Regions from separate parts of the Mus musculus genome. Here all the other regions are linked to region 1. The links are chromatin contacts, called in public Hi-C and HiChIP or PLAC-seq maps. All regions are on one chromosome and are shown on one strand. Each heading gives the region's core, a stretch centred on a gene start, on an enhancer-like site or on the middle of the called end of the contact. The rest is flanking DNA. Distances are from core to core; before and after follow the strand shown.

What was found. Hi-C and Micro-C count contacts between places; a contact is called where the count stands out from the background. HiChIP or PLAC-seq counts read pairs in DNA pulled down with a chosen protein or histone mark.
Region 2: a contact with region 1 is called in an H3K27ac HiChIP or PLAC-seq map of embryonic fibroblasts, with 8 times the contacts expected there. The contact joins two enhancer-like sites. A contact is called at or near these places in 3 of 484 Hi-C or Micro-C datasets (adipose-derived mesenchymal stem cells, embryonic fibroblasts and myocytes) and 2 of 115 datasets of contacts at active chromatin or transcription factors (astrocytes and embryonic fibroblasts).
Region 3: a Hi-C map of adipose-derived mesenchymal stem cells shows a contact between it and region 1, with 3 times the contacts expected there. The contact joins two enhancer-like sites. A contact is called at or near these places in 1 of 484 Hi-C or Micro-C datasets (adipose-derived mesenchymal stem cells), 1 of 115 datasets of contacts at active chromatin or transcription factors (pancreatic cancer cells) and 1 of 9 other capture datasets (embryonic stem cells).

The regions. Positions count from the first base shown.
Region 1 is chr8:44,090,422-44,094,967 of GRCm38.p6, reverse strand. No RefSeq gene overlaps it. Among named protein-coding and RNA genes, the nearest start is that of Gm45488, 390 kb to the right of the region's middle. Within about 2 kb of position 1,962, at least 29 of the 459 cell types and tissues checked have an H3K27ac peak or open chromatin away from gene starts, as enhancers often do. A contact at or near this core is called in adipose-derived mesenchymal stem cells and embryonic fibroblasts, where this site is marked.
Region 2 is chr8:44,999,638-45,004,183 of GRCm38.p6, reverse strand. The region is part of intron 2 of Fat1 (FAT atypical cadherin 1); the gene reads right to left. Among named protein-coding and RNA genes, the nearest start is that of Fat1, 52 kb to the right of the region's middle. Within about 2 kb of position 2,428, at least 113 of the 459 cell types and tissues checked have an H3K27ac peak or open chromatin away from gene starts, as enhancers often do. A contact at or near this core is called in adipose-derived mesenchymal stem cells and embryonic fibroblasts, where this site is marked.
Region 3 is chr8:44,976,213-44,980,758 of GRCm38.p6, reverse strand. The region is part of intron 1 of Fat1 (FAT atypical cadherin 1); the gene reads right to left. Among named protein-coding and RNA genes, the nearest start is that of Fat1, 28 kb to the right of the region's middle. Within about 2 kb of position 1,943, at least 54 of the 459 cell types and tissues checked have an H3K27ac peak or open chromatin away from gene starts, as enhancers often do. A contact at or near this core is called in adipose-derived mesenchymal stem cells, where this site is marked.

The DNA.
Region 1 (4,546 bases), core at 713-3,212:
TTCTAAATATATGCCTTACCACTTCCCATTACCCAAATTCCACAGCACATATTTCTGCTGGGAAAACAGAACGGAAACCATTTTGTCTACAGAAAGTCTGTGTTCCTGTTTCACTTGGACCTAGAGCTGATCCAAAGACTAAAACTAACAGTCTTAGTGACAGGATAGAAATTGACAAGTACTTGCTATGTTTCCATAAAAGCAAGATTGACACAGTGAAATTAGGAAGGATTGAACACAGTTCAACATTTAGGTTTTAGAAACAACAGCAGTGGTTTTTTAAAGGTGCTTTTGCTCCATATCATGGCATCTAATATTGATCCATGGTTTCTTAAAAGCTGAAAATATTCATTACTTAATGATCATGCATAGTTTTCTGTCAATTATAGACTTAGATAATATCATGTGAGAGGACACTTTTAAATCTGTATTAGGTTGTTGTCTTCTTGGTGCAAATACAGTTTCACTTGCCTTTCCATCCTACCCCCCCACCCCATTTGTGGCACACAGTCAAAAGATCTGTTTATTCACTGAATATATTGGAATATCTGGCTGTAATAATGAAGTATTTTGTATGCATAAAGTAAAAATCTGCATCCTTGTGGGCTGCAATGCTTAGGCACATTAACAAAGCTCTTTCACATTTAGAGATTGCACCAGAGTGTGTCCATTGGACTATGACCAAGGAGGACTGAATGCTTTTAAGCCAACAGCCTACAAGGAATTATTCTATGAAACGGAGTGTTTCTAATCTTGGAGAAAAGGAGCTTTGGGGGAAACGATTGGTGCATTGAAATCCATGAGAAGCTTTTATACAGAACCCAATTAGATTCCTTGTAGCTCTGGACAGAGGAAGCAGAGTCACTGGGTACAGGCAGATTTTGGCTCCAACCATGCAAATAATCTAAAGTAAAATGGACTTGCTCCTAAATAAAGATGCCCATCACCAGAAGAGGTAAAGTCAAACCTGGATCACTATCCTTTTAGAAATGCCATCACAGATGGCAAATTCTCATGAGTGTGTGTGTGTGTGTGTGTGTGTGTGTGTTGGGGCTCTAATCTTCTACCCAATGCTGATCAGCTGATGCTATTGCCCTGCAAGCCACAGCCTCTGGAAACAATTTTATTTTAAGGAGAAGAATTACTTCTTCAGACCATTGTTTTTGGATATTTTCCCATCTGAATACTGTTCCTTTGACCTAACCATAACATTCCACTGAGTGATATTCATACTTGGATTTTGTTGCTGATTTTAGGAAATATGGTGAGCTGTCAGCATTTCTAGGTGGTAAAAGAGGCTACTACACCATCCTGCTCAAATTTCTCTAGTCATTTCCTGTCACACTGCTATCTAAGCATGCCAAATGAGGCAGGGTTCTATGAATTCAACTCCTGTCCACAGATAAGCTTCTTTGTCACAGACCATAACCTCTAGAGGCGAAAATAATGTTCTTTTGGCATCTGCTAGTGTCTTATTTCTCAAGCATAGATTGATTCACTCATTTCTTCAACACAAATTCACTTGCTAATATTTATTGAGCTTAAGTCTAAGCATATAATGCCAAATAGGATGTCCAACCCTCCATGAAATGCCAGATTAGGTCCAAATCATTCCAACACACTGTGACATCCACTTAACATAATTTGTGCAAGATCGTAAAGTAGCTAAAACTGTAAAGCTGCCCATTGTGGGTTGAGTCAAAAGGATTCCACACAGTAAGCCTTGAAGTGAATCTTGAATGATACAGTGCCATATAGTAGTCAGTTACTAAAGGCCATTTTGCATAGAGGAAAAGGGACAACTTCATAGAAGGGTATTATCATAGATGTTTCAGTAAATAAGGATTCAAAAGTTAAAGTCACAGAATTCATTGGGAGTTGACAGGGGCTGGGATGCCCTGAGGAAGTTCAGTGGGTCTGCAGCAGTCCTCTGCTTTGGAGATGTTCTTGGAGAGATACACCATTACAGCAGCCCTATATTCAAATCTCTACTTCTCCCTCTGGGATCTCTTTATGCTCCAGTTTCCTTCACCTGTGGCTTTGAGAGATTTTTTTGAGAGACTCCATCTGGAAAACTCATGCAATGTTGTCCTAATTGCCTTCCCAGTAGAACCTTTCCCCGCAAAACAGTCTTCCTTCAGACGAAAAGAAATTCCTGTTAAGGTAAATTGAAATACAAACCAGGCCTGAAAAACCCCTGTGTAGCTAACAAGACCTTACATGCAATCTTAACTTGGCTTAATTTGCAAACACATACAAATTTTAACTTGAGTTATGTAATGTCAGGACCTATATTAAAGAAAAACATAACTTACACTCAACCAATGTGAAGCAGTCGACTGAGTTATAATAACATAACTAGAAACTTCCCAGAGGGGTAGACTATGTGAATCAAACTTTAGAGTCAATCAAATGTTTTCTTGTGTGGCTTCCATATTCATCTTATAAAAACTTCTCCTCCCCAACCTTCAGGGAACTTCAACTTCTGATTTGGAGTTTCTCAATTCAATAGTTTTTATTTGCTCAGATAACTTCTTTAACATTGTAGCATGGCTCAGTTTACATTTTAAATTCCAAAAGGAAGACATACAATGTAAGTGAGACAAGAAAAAAAAAAACTCATCGCTGAGGTGAGGTATCCAGTATGGATTTAAAAACTACTACTGAGCAGATTAGAGCATTTTGTTCTAAAATAGGTCATCTTAATATGAGAATGACTTGAAATTTGATGTGTCGAGAACTACATATGTTTATTCTTTGACTACATTGATCCTATCAAGATAATTATTACATTTCTTAAATTCTAAAGTAGGTCTTAATTGTAGGATTAAGACTTTGATTTAGACAGCTTCAATTTGTAATTTTAGATTGCTTTATTAATCTTCTAAGGGACTGTGAAAAGAAATAAACAAAAATCCAAGAGAAGGAAGAATGAATGTGTGAACATTACTAAAATCAATATATATTTGATTTCTAAAACATAAGTTTATTGAAGTTCTGGCAAATATGATGAGTGTTTCCTACATATTTCCTTCATATTCATTATGTCCTCTCTCCACTTTAACCACCAAGAGCCTCTTACTTTTTCCAGTGATATTATAAAATGACAAATTTCATTTCATTAAAAGTAGGTAGTGTGCCCAGATGTATGAATGGGGAAGAGAAGATGAGGCCAGGGTTGACCCAGGTGGACAGAGGTGGATGCAGAGGACCAGAACTGCTGAGAATAAAGAATAAATTATTGAGAGCTTGCCTGAACTGCCATTTGAAGTATGAGGAATATCATGGAAGAGGACTGGAAAGAATACAAAAGTCAGAAGATAGGGGGAAAATGTGTAAAGTGCCATCCATTTTAAAAATGACGCAATCATGAATCTTGAACTCATAGGAGCTGCTGTTACCTACACTGGGCCTGTGCAAGTGTGGTCCTGTCAACAATTAGTTATATTGGGGGGGGATATATATGGCTACTAAAAGATTCTGGGAAAGATAGACTCACTGTCTACAGTTGTGTATCTGCTGGTGAGCTCATCAGACTGCAAAGGATAATTTTTCTTAATTCTTTTTTTTATTAGATATTTTCTTTATATACATTTCAAATGCTATCCCAAAAGTTCCCTATACCCTCTTTCTGCCCTGCTCCACTACCCACCGACTCTCGCATCTTGGCCCTGGCATTCCCCTGTACTGGGGCATATAAAGTTTGCAATAGCAAGGGACCTCTCTTGTCAGTGATGGCCAACTAGGCCATCTTCTGCTACATATGCAGCTAGATATATGAGCTCTGGGGGTACTGGTTAGTTCATATTGTTGTTCCACCTATAGGGTTGCAGACCCCTTCAGCTCCTTGGGTGCTTTCTCTAGCTTCTCCATTGGGGGTCCTACAATTGAGTACTACTCAGCTATTAAAAACAATGGATTTATGAAATTCTTGGACAAATGGATGTATCTGGAGGATATCATCCTTAGTGGGGTAACCCAATCACAAAAGAAGTCATTAGATATGCACTTACTGATAAGTGGATATAAGCCCAGAAACATAGAGCACCCAATATACAATTTGCAAAACACAAGAAAATCAAGAAGAGGAAAGACCAATGGGTGGATACTTCATTCCTCCTTAGACTAGGGAACAAAATACCCATGAAAGGAGTTCCAGAGACAAAGTTTGGAGCTAAGACGAAAGGATGAAATATCCAGAGAATACTCCACCCGGGAATCCATCCCATAATCAGCCACCAAACCCAGACACTATTGCATATGCCAGAAAGATTTTACTGAAGGGACCCTGTTATAGCTGCCTTGTATGAGGCTATGCCAGTGCCTGGCAAATACAGATGTGGATGCTCGCAAGGGATAATTTAAGTGCTATAGTCAGGCAGCCTACCTTGGTTAAACTCAATGAGTCGCGGAACAAACAAAAAGAAACAAACCCAGAAAAGGCCTTTATTTGTAGGGGAGAGAAGAAGAAGGCAGGGGCATGAGGTGAGAGTAATTAAAATACATCTAATACATGTTTCAAAATTTCAAAGAACAAGTTTAATCA
Region 2 (4,546 bases), core at 1,179-3,678, 910 kb before region 1:
TTAGAATTGAGTTCTCTAGGGACCCAGATGAGAATTTTTTTTTAACTTCCCATCGCATTAAACACATAACTTAGTGTGTTTATGGTATTTCAATTCTTTGTAAAGCCTTGACTGTGAATTCAGCAAATCTTAACAGGGGAAATGGCCGTGATTAGTCACTATTCATTCTGGTGGGTCAAAAAAGTAAGTCAGAAACTGAAAGAGAAGATAAAAGCAGAGAGCATGCACACCACAGGCGGCCCCTTCCTGCATCTACTGTCATTTTCTGCAAGCATCGTGAAGTTAAAAATAGAAAGGAAAAGAGGGGACAAAGACTAGAAATGTTCCTTCCTTGATCTAGAAAAACATTACATTCTCTATACATGGGGCAGGCTGAAAGGGCTGGTAAATTTCCCACCTTCACACTAATTAGTATCCTCAAATTTACCTCAGAAGTGTGAATGAGACTAAAGGAGAACACCAAACCTTACCAAATGAGCAGAACTGACAAGTGACTTGTACTCTTTTCACATCAATGCCCACGTTTAGAAAGTTAAGGCAGACGTTTAGATTCGCTGTAACTCTCCCATGTTAACCTAACCTTAAAATTCTTTAACTCAGGACCTCCTCTAAGACAAGGTCTTCGAGAGGGTAGGCAGCACACACAGGCACCTATCAAAGGCCGGCTAGGTGGAGATGGAGCAGCTACACGCTTATTCAACAACTCTGTCCTGTCCATTCAGACCCTCACAGGGGAAAAAAAGAAAACCAGAGGGAACAAGTGAGGCTCTGGAAGAAACAACAGAAAAAGGGGGAGGGGGAGGAGGGAGAGAAGTTAGTTTAAACAGCATCACAAACACAAGGGGACAGCCAGCCAGAGGGTGAAAACCCACGATTTCTGAACAAGACTGAGGTCCAGTTACCATGAAGGGCGGAGCACTTGAGATCTGTAGCAGGTGAAATTTACAAACAGTAAAGCTATCGGGCAAGGTCCTGAGTGTGTGCCAGCCACCGGCTTAACCCTACATGGCAGGAAACTGACTTTCAACCATCTTCCTATCATTCTCCTTTAAGACTAAAACCAGGAAGGGGAGGCAGGCAGCAGAGGGTTAGGGGGTGGGGGCAGGGCAGTCACCTAATCCTACTTTATTTCCTTTTCCATGTCTTTGGCTACATTTTTTACTTTTTACAATAATAAGAAGAGCCACTGTAGCTTTTGACCTTATAAAGCACTATCCAAAGCAGTTTCTCTTAGCCTGAAATTCTCTCAATTCCCACTGCCCAACACAGTAGCATCTAATTGCGCCCAGCCGCTGAGCAGCTGGAATGTGGCCAGGCTAACTGAGAAAGTGGAGATTTCAGAATGAATTTAAATAACTTAAAAAGGCACTGGTCATTTTTGCTGCTTTCAATAGCCTCTTGTTCCAAATTACATGCCAACATGTGGCTCAACAATGTTCAGAATATGTTTGTGGTTAAAAAGCTAAAGATACAATTCAATGACGAATACATCCGTTATCAAAATCCAGGCTTGTAAACATTTGCCCTACAAATGCAACGTTTTCCGCTGTTCTGGCGTGGGGGCCACCACTCTCTGTCCTCCAATCCTCAGACTCCGTCCTTAGAATTCAGTTCACAGAGTTCAGCCGGAGATGAAGAACCCTTGTCATTGTCACTTTATAGCTTTGCCTAATACCCCCCCAAAATCACATCTTTGTGTTCAACCTGACTTCCGAAAATTAATTTGTTTACCAGCACACGCTTTTTGCATTTGATGGCTTTTCTGATGGTTTAAAGTTGAAAATTAAGTTGCTAGGCCCCGGTGACGCTGCCGTAATATTTAACCAGCTCAGAGTTCCCCAGTTGTTCTGCCTGCATTATTACTCAATGTGCTTGTCAAAATGGCCTCCCCAAATGTATCCTCTGAGAGAGACACAAAGCTCTTGCCCTCGACGGTAAGACAGATCAGAGGTGAGGGGTCTAAGTTATGTGAGGGGTCTAGGTAATGTGACAGTGCTAACAATGTTTATAAGTCTGTTCGGTGCAAGCACTCTTTCATGTATACTTTTAAAAAAACAAATAAATAAGCCAAGCTGTAGAAGGGCCAGAAGACGTGACCTCTTGGTTGACAGCTGTCACAGGTCCTTTCCTGGTGCTTGTAAGCAGTTACACCTAGGGGGACCAGCCAGCCTGTTATCATGGCATCCCAGCTGCTTCAATACAAAGGTGGCCTGAGGCAGCTGCACTCTGGCCACTAGGCTTTCGAAACCGTGGTTTTGGTAAAGGCACAAACTTCTTCAGCAGGTTTGTCCCAGTTAAGACAGCTCCAGGCAACTCAGAAGACCTCAGAAGCAAGCAAGGGAAGACTTAGTGGCCTCCAGGTCACTTCTACAGCTGCCCCAGGCCCAGGCTCCGCCTTTTAACAGCTGTGCTTGATTAGGCACAAACCCAGGAAGGCGCCTCTCCTAGTGACTCAACAGAAAGCTTGCAAATTCCCAACCTGAGGGCTCTGACTGGTCCCTAACTCAAGGCATTTGACGTGCTGAACTGGAAACTGTGCAGTGACCTGTGGAATTACATAGGAACTCAAGAAATGCCACGATCCTTTTCCAAATGTATCATCAGGCTGTGCTTTCATGGGCTCTAGTAAAGGGTTGTCATATCACAGGTCAAAAAGAAAAAGCTGAGCTGGCCACAGGGAAAAGCAGCACCTTTTGTTTTGTTTTGTTTTGTTTTTTGGTGGTAGAGTTAGCGGCTGCTTTCAGTTTTGTTTGGGGAGACTGGATATCCCTAGCTGCCCCAGATCTTGGGTTCCTTTTGCCTAGGCCTCCAGAATCCTGGCTTTACAGGTGTGACCCACCACCCCCTGCTTCCTTTTTAGCACAATAATTGGGTGCTTCCTTTGGTGCCAGGCTAAGCATTCTAGGAATCAGAAACATTAAGGAAAATCAAAATAAGATAAGCCCTAGGGGCAGTCAGTAAAGTGGTTGAGCAACCTTTAGACAAAGAGCTACCAGAACTAAGAGGCAAACGTTATTGTGAGCCTTGGGTATGAATGCTAACTTCCTATACAAAATGTATATGGAAATATTTACAAAGCAATTTGTCAAAAGAGAAAGGAGGAACTGGTCAGGGAAGAGACTGAGACGGGGCAAGGAAGGTGTTTCCTTTCCTATACTAGAATTCTCAAGGAAGGGATCTTCAGTTCTTAACAAATCTTTTACTTGAAACTTTATAGCCTTAAAAATACGTTAAAACTCAAAGCAAAAGATATAGGAGAACAATTTACTGGGTGGAAATTTTAGATGGAAAAGAATCCAATACAGTATTTCTTTCTCTTTCCTTCCTTCCTTCTTTCTTAAGATTTATTTATTTGTTATTTATATGAGTATACAGTAGCTGTCTTCAGACACACCAGAAGAGAGCATCAGATCCCACTATAGATGCTTGTGAGCCATCAGGTGGTTGCTGGGAATTGAACTCAGGTCCTCTGGAGCCATCTCTCCAGCCCCCAATACAGATTTCTAAAGCCTGAACTATGCAGCCATTGACAAACATAAATAAGACTTATAGATATATATGTGTATATATATATATATATATATATTTTATATTTATATTTTATATAAGTATGCTGTCTTCATGCACACTAGGAAAGATGTCAGATCACATTATACATAGATAGTTGTGAGTCACTACGTGGTTGCTGGGAATTGAATTCACAACTTCTTAACCTCTAAGCCATCTCTCCAGTCCCACATTTTCGTTTTCATTTTAAACCACCACAGTGGCAAGTGGGAGACAACTTCTTCTAATAAGTTAAAGCAACTGGAAATGGAATGAATTTTATTCTAAATTAGAGTCCCACTACACAAACCATATTTCCTAGAAGTGGAGAGTGTTTAAAATTCCCGCCCAGGCAGGGGTGGTACACGCCTTTAATCCCAGGGAGTCCCTTGACTCCCTCATATACCATGTTCTACACTGTGCATTTCTCATTTACCATGTTATACAGTGTGACTCCCTCATATACCATGTTCTACAGTGTGCATTTCTGCCACCTGAGTAGAAATGTATGCCCTCAGGGGTTCACCTAAAAAAAAAAAAAACAAAAACAAAACAAACAAACAAACAAAAACACCGAAACAGGCAGGGCACAGTGACATCAGTGAGATTAATCAAGACAGTAGCTCCAAAACTAACAGGACAATGTATCCTCTCTAGTCAGAAAACACTCACTCTCCCTGCATTCTCAAACCTATCTTTTTCATCTTAGCTATCTCTCTGTTCCTCTTACACACTGATACCATTTTTTTTAACCTCAAAAATAATGTCAACTATCAGAATAAAATAGCAGTAGTTAAAGACAGTGTTCTAGCTGCTAAACAAGTCTCTTCACGTCTCCATAACATAACAACATTAAAATACACATCGTCAGTTGTACTGCCTCAGGAACTCAGAAGCTACAGTCATAGGGGAAATAAATCATTATGTTTTAAGATGACATATTAAAAATACTCTACCGGCAGTGGTGGCGCATGCCTTTAATCCCAGCACTTGGGAGGCA
Region 3 (4,546 bases), core at 694-3,193, 890 kb before region 1:
AGGAAATAATTAAGTGAAAATTCATTCGCCAGACCAGCAGGGTCAAGAAGTGTTTAAGAAGGAGAACGCTGAATTTTACCATCTTAGTAGATCACAGCTCTCTCCCATGATCTTACACAATAATCACGGCCTAGCTCCATCTTGAGGCACTGGGGGGTTAGAACTGTGGGCAGACATTAATTAGTTCCTCCACTTGACATTTTCTAACTTGTGCCAAAGAAGTATCTCTACTGATATGAATTAAAGCACTGTTTCACTAAGGGTTAACTGAAGGCCTTATCAACACACTGAAGAAATCTCAAGAATGTAAAAGGTGAGGGCAACGTACAGGTTTCCCTAAGCCGACTAACGACCGCTTAGAGCGTGTGTATGAAAAAGTTATGTTTCAGTATGAAGACAAAGCCCCATTCAGGGAGTGAAATGTCAGTTGAAACAGGCGGGCCTGTGCCAGCCTCCCAGGCTCCTTGCTAAAGAAGGAATGGAATGAGCTCGGGCCTGCCCCTCTCCAGACCGCCCAGCTCACTGCACACACAGAGCTCCTGCCAAGACGGCCAGTTGTCTCCCAGTCCTAGAGTGCACAAGCTGGAAGAGAGCAGAAGGGAGCAGGCCTCCCCTTCCCTGAGCCCGCTCGGGCTCCTACAAAACAGAATTTAAATGCAGAAAAGGACCGGCAACTGATTCTCTAAAAATAAAATCTAAGATCCATACGCAATTCAGCTGTGCAAAAAAGTAAGGCGTGTTCCACGAGAACGGAGTGCCAACCGAACAAATAAAAATTCCACTTGCTTTGGACACTTGTGCTAATGGGGCTGGGTCAGCTCCCACCGCCTTCTTTCTTTTATGGCTAGAACTTTTGACCAGATGTGTGGCAGGGATTTTTTCTTTTAACTTTAATAAAGCAATTTCTCAATTTAAAAAAACTCAAAGTTACTTACATATTGAAAAGAAAGAATGTACAGGAACTATCCAAAATACTCATTTTTGCTGTTAAATCCCAAAATTTATCAGAATTCAAACACTTCTGGGTGAATCTAAGCAAGTCATGGACTGCTTCAGAAACACTGCTTGGTTACTTAGTAGATAGAAACCCTGACCACCACGTTTTATGCTAGCAAACATCTCAGATTACTTCAGCTATCTCCAATGATCTCAATTCACTGCAAGGTTTGATTACACAGACCCGGGAGCCTTTGTTCAAACAGAGGTCACCGGTAGGGGTCCTGCATAGGTTTTCTGATCTCCCAGTTTTCTTAGGTAAATGAAATTATTTACATAACTGAGGAGTTCTAATTTGATATTTTAATGACAAAAGATAGCGTGCAAATGGGTGCTAAGAGAAGTAATCAAGGTTAGGGAATCTAGGCAGGCAGCATACAAACAAACCACCCTACCAAGATTTCCCAACCTTGGTGGTGGCGGGTTATCTGGAGGACGCTATTTTAAGCAGATAGGAAACAATCAAGGCTCTTGAAAACAGTGAGCTCAGTTCGAAGACTAAGAAAAGCTGTTGCTGATTCATCAGTTCAGAGACCAAAAAACTACAACTCTTAAGACATGGAAAGACGAAGTTAAGAACAGACTGGTAGGGCCGGGAAGGTAGCTCAATTGATAAGGCGCTTGGTAGGTGAGTATGAGGACCTGGGTTCAGATCAACAATAACTACATTAAAAACCATGCAGAAGTCTATGCCTATAAATCCCAGGGCTGGGGAGGCAGAGACAGAAGGGTCTTGGGGCTTGCTGACCAGGTAGTGCTACCCATTCTGTGAGTTCCAGGCTCAGTGAGAGGCCCTGACTTAATCACAAATCCTCAAACCATTACTCGGGAGATTACTATATGACTATTTCAAAAATGAAGAATAAAATAATTCCAGCACTACCCAGACCGGCCTCAAGCTCAAGCACGCCTGGAATCAACCTTGCGAGTGAGTCATGGACTACAGACATATTACAGGCATTTGCTCCCACACTGAGCCGTAATGACCAACCTCTGCACTTACGAAGAAGCATTAACTCCGTAGAGAGAAAGCTGGCTAACAGAAGGACGTTATTATGAAAACGGCTCCAAGACAGAGAGCTACTGGAATCACTGGCAACTTTTTGGCATGGTGACATGGTCTACAAATGACCCTGGGACTAAGACACATGCGGCCTGTGGACCTCAGGCTGGATATGCCTAAAAGGTCTGGTGATCCATCATACTAGCAGTTACTTAAACAAGCAACATCAAGGAAAAAAAAAAAAGAGTACGTGTGTGTGTGTGTGTGTGTGTGTGTGTACTGCATGTGTGGATGTCAAAAAAGTCCATACTGATGCCTTCCTCCACTGCCCTCCACCCCATCTTTAAAGATTTATCTTCACTTGTCTGTATGAGTGTGTGTATGCGTGGATACTATTTTATAGAGGCCTCCAGAGACAAGAAGAGGACATGAGATCAGCCAGAACTAAAGGTACAAAGGTTGTGTGCTGCCCAATGTGGGACCTGGAAACCAAACACAGGACTCCTTGCAGGGAGAGCAAGTGTTCTTAAGTCCCAAGTCATCCCTTCAGCTCCTCCACCATATATTAAGACTAGACTGGCTAGTCGGTGACTCCCCAGGGTCCTCCTGTCCCCACCTCCCAGCAGGAGGACTTCAAGCACTGCCACTACATCCCATGTTTTACGTGGGTGCTGGTCCTTACGCCTGTGTAACAAGCTCTGTGCCCGCAAGGCGTGTCCCCTGCCCTGACTAAAGACAGGCAGCCACTGCACTCCTCCACAAAGACAGGAGCGGAGCCAGAGGACTTCAGGATGATGTTAGTTCTAATGGGCATGTAAATGTGACATGAGCACTGTGTACATCACTGTTGGCAAAACAAAGGCTCCATGTTTCCCCAACTCCAATAAAATACAGAACTGGTTTTTATAAAGTTTCACTTCAGATATGAAGTGAAATCCAAACTGGGGGAAATGGCGTGACAAACGCCTAGAGCACAAACGGAATGGCGGGCCAGAAGCAGTGTTGCCTCCTGCTCTCGTTGCTATGTATTTTCATTAAATTTAGTCACTGCTGATTCTCAAACTAGCCGAGTCCGTGAAACTCATCCTGAAGGTGAATGTTTCATCCCTATGGAATACTGACTCCTTAGTTGCCAAATGAATTTATCAGCACCATATTAAGGAGACAAGAGACATTGCAGGAACCCTTCCAGGAGAGCTGAAAGCAAGCCCAGGTTGTTGTGAATGCAGGACTCTGAATCACACACCTCCTTGAGAGTTCCCTCTACATACTGCCTTACCTTCTGCTACAAAAAGCTGCCCTTGCTTCTAACATGGCTTTTATGAATGCTATGCATAAAGACAACTTTTCAGAAAGTAAAAAAGCACGTTTCTGAAATGAAAAAAAAATTGCTTTTAATGATTTTTTTTAAGTAGTTAAAACAGCAATCTGGCTTATAATGTTTATATCCAAAATAAAATCTACTGCCAGACAGGTAAATCGGTTTGGGTAGGCCATCCAAACTGAGAGGAGCCATGAGGCACACAGAAGAGCATTTTTCGTGTATCTTGCTATCAGTGAATACAGATTATCTCAGAGGCTCTGCGGGAAGCCAGAGGTAAAGCTCAGACTAGGACAAAAACTGTCAGTGGGCTTCCAGGACAATAGGTCGGCCAGCAGCAAGAAGGGGGTGCACTGACCCCCAAGCCCAGAGAGCACAAACTCCTGGCTCTGAGAAGGCCTGGCTGTAGTGTAGGATGTGGATCTTCAGGAGAGACAAACGACCAGTGGCCTCTGGAACTGACTGGGGTATCCTGGCTCACCTAGCCCAAGCTCAAGGCAAACTTAGAGTACAACATACAAACAGGACTGTATGTGAAGACTCACTGCCGTTTCCGTTCAGAAGGTATCTTCAGACACCTGTCTTTCCACTCAGGTCACCGGACCTAGCTTTTAACTCCTCCCTGGCCGGCTTTCCCGGCCACTCACTCTACAGGGGCACTGACCACCACGTGCCACCAAGGTGCTGCTGTGCCATTTATTTCCCTACACTGCTGAGCTCCATCAAGGTGGGGCTCGAAGGCATGGAGTTCATTTGGTTCACCTTGTTTCATCTGTAGAAAGCAAGCTTCATAAAGAACATAGCACTGTCTACCTTGTGTCTACCTTGTACATGGAAGACCTCCGCCGCACTCTGAACACGTTCTGGCAGGAGGAGCTGTCCATAGGTGCTAAATACTCGGAATGGAAAGCATGCAGAACTCTTCCGCTAAGTCAGCGGTTCTCAACCCTCCTAATGCCGCCACCCTTTAACACAGTTTCTCCTATGGTGACTCTCAACCATTAAATCATCTTTGATGCTACTTGATAAGTCCAATGTTGCTACTGTCATGAACTGTAATGCAAATGTTTGCTAAGGGGGGGGGGGGTTTGCGACCCACAGGTTGAGAACCAGTCCTATGCCTTCCTTCGTCTGCAATGAAGGGTGTAAGGGTGATGGACTGTACACACTCACTGCTAATGAGCAGTCCTTGGGGCACAGGTGGCATCCTATCCCACCCCCACCCC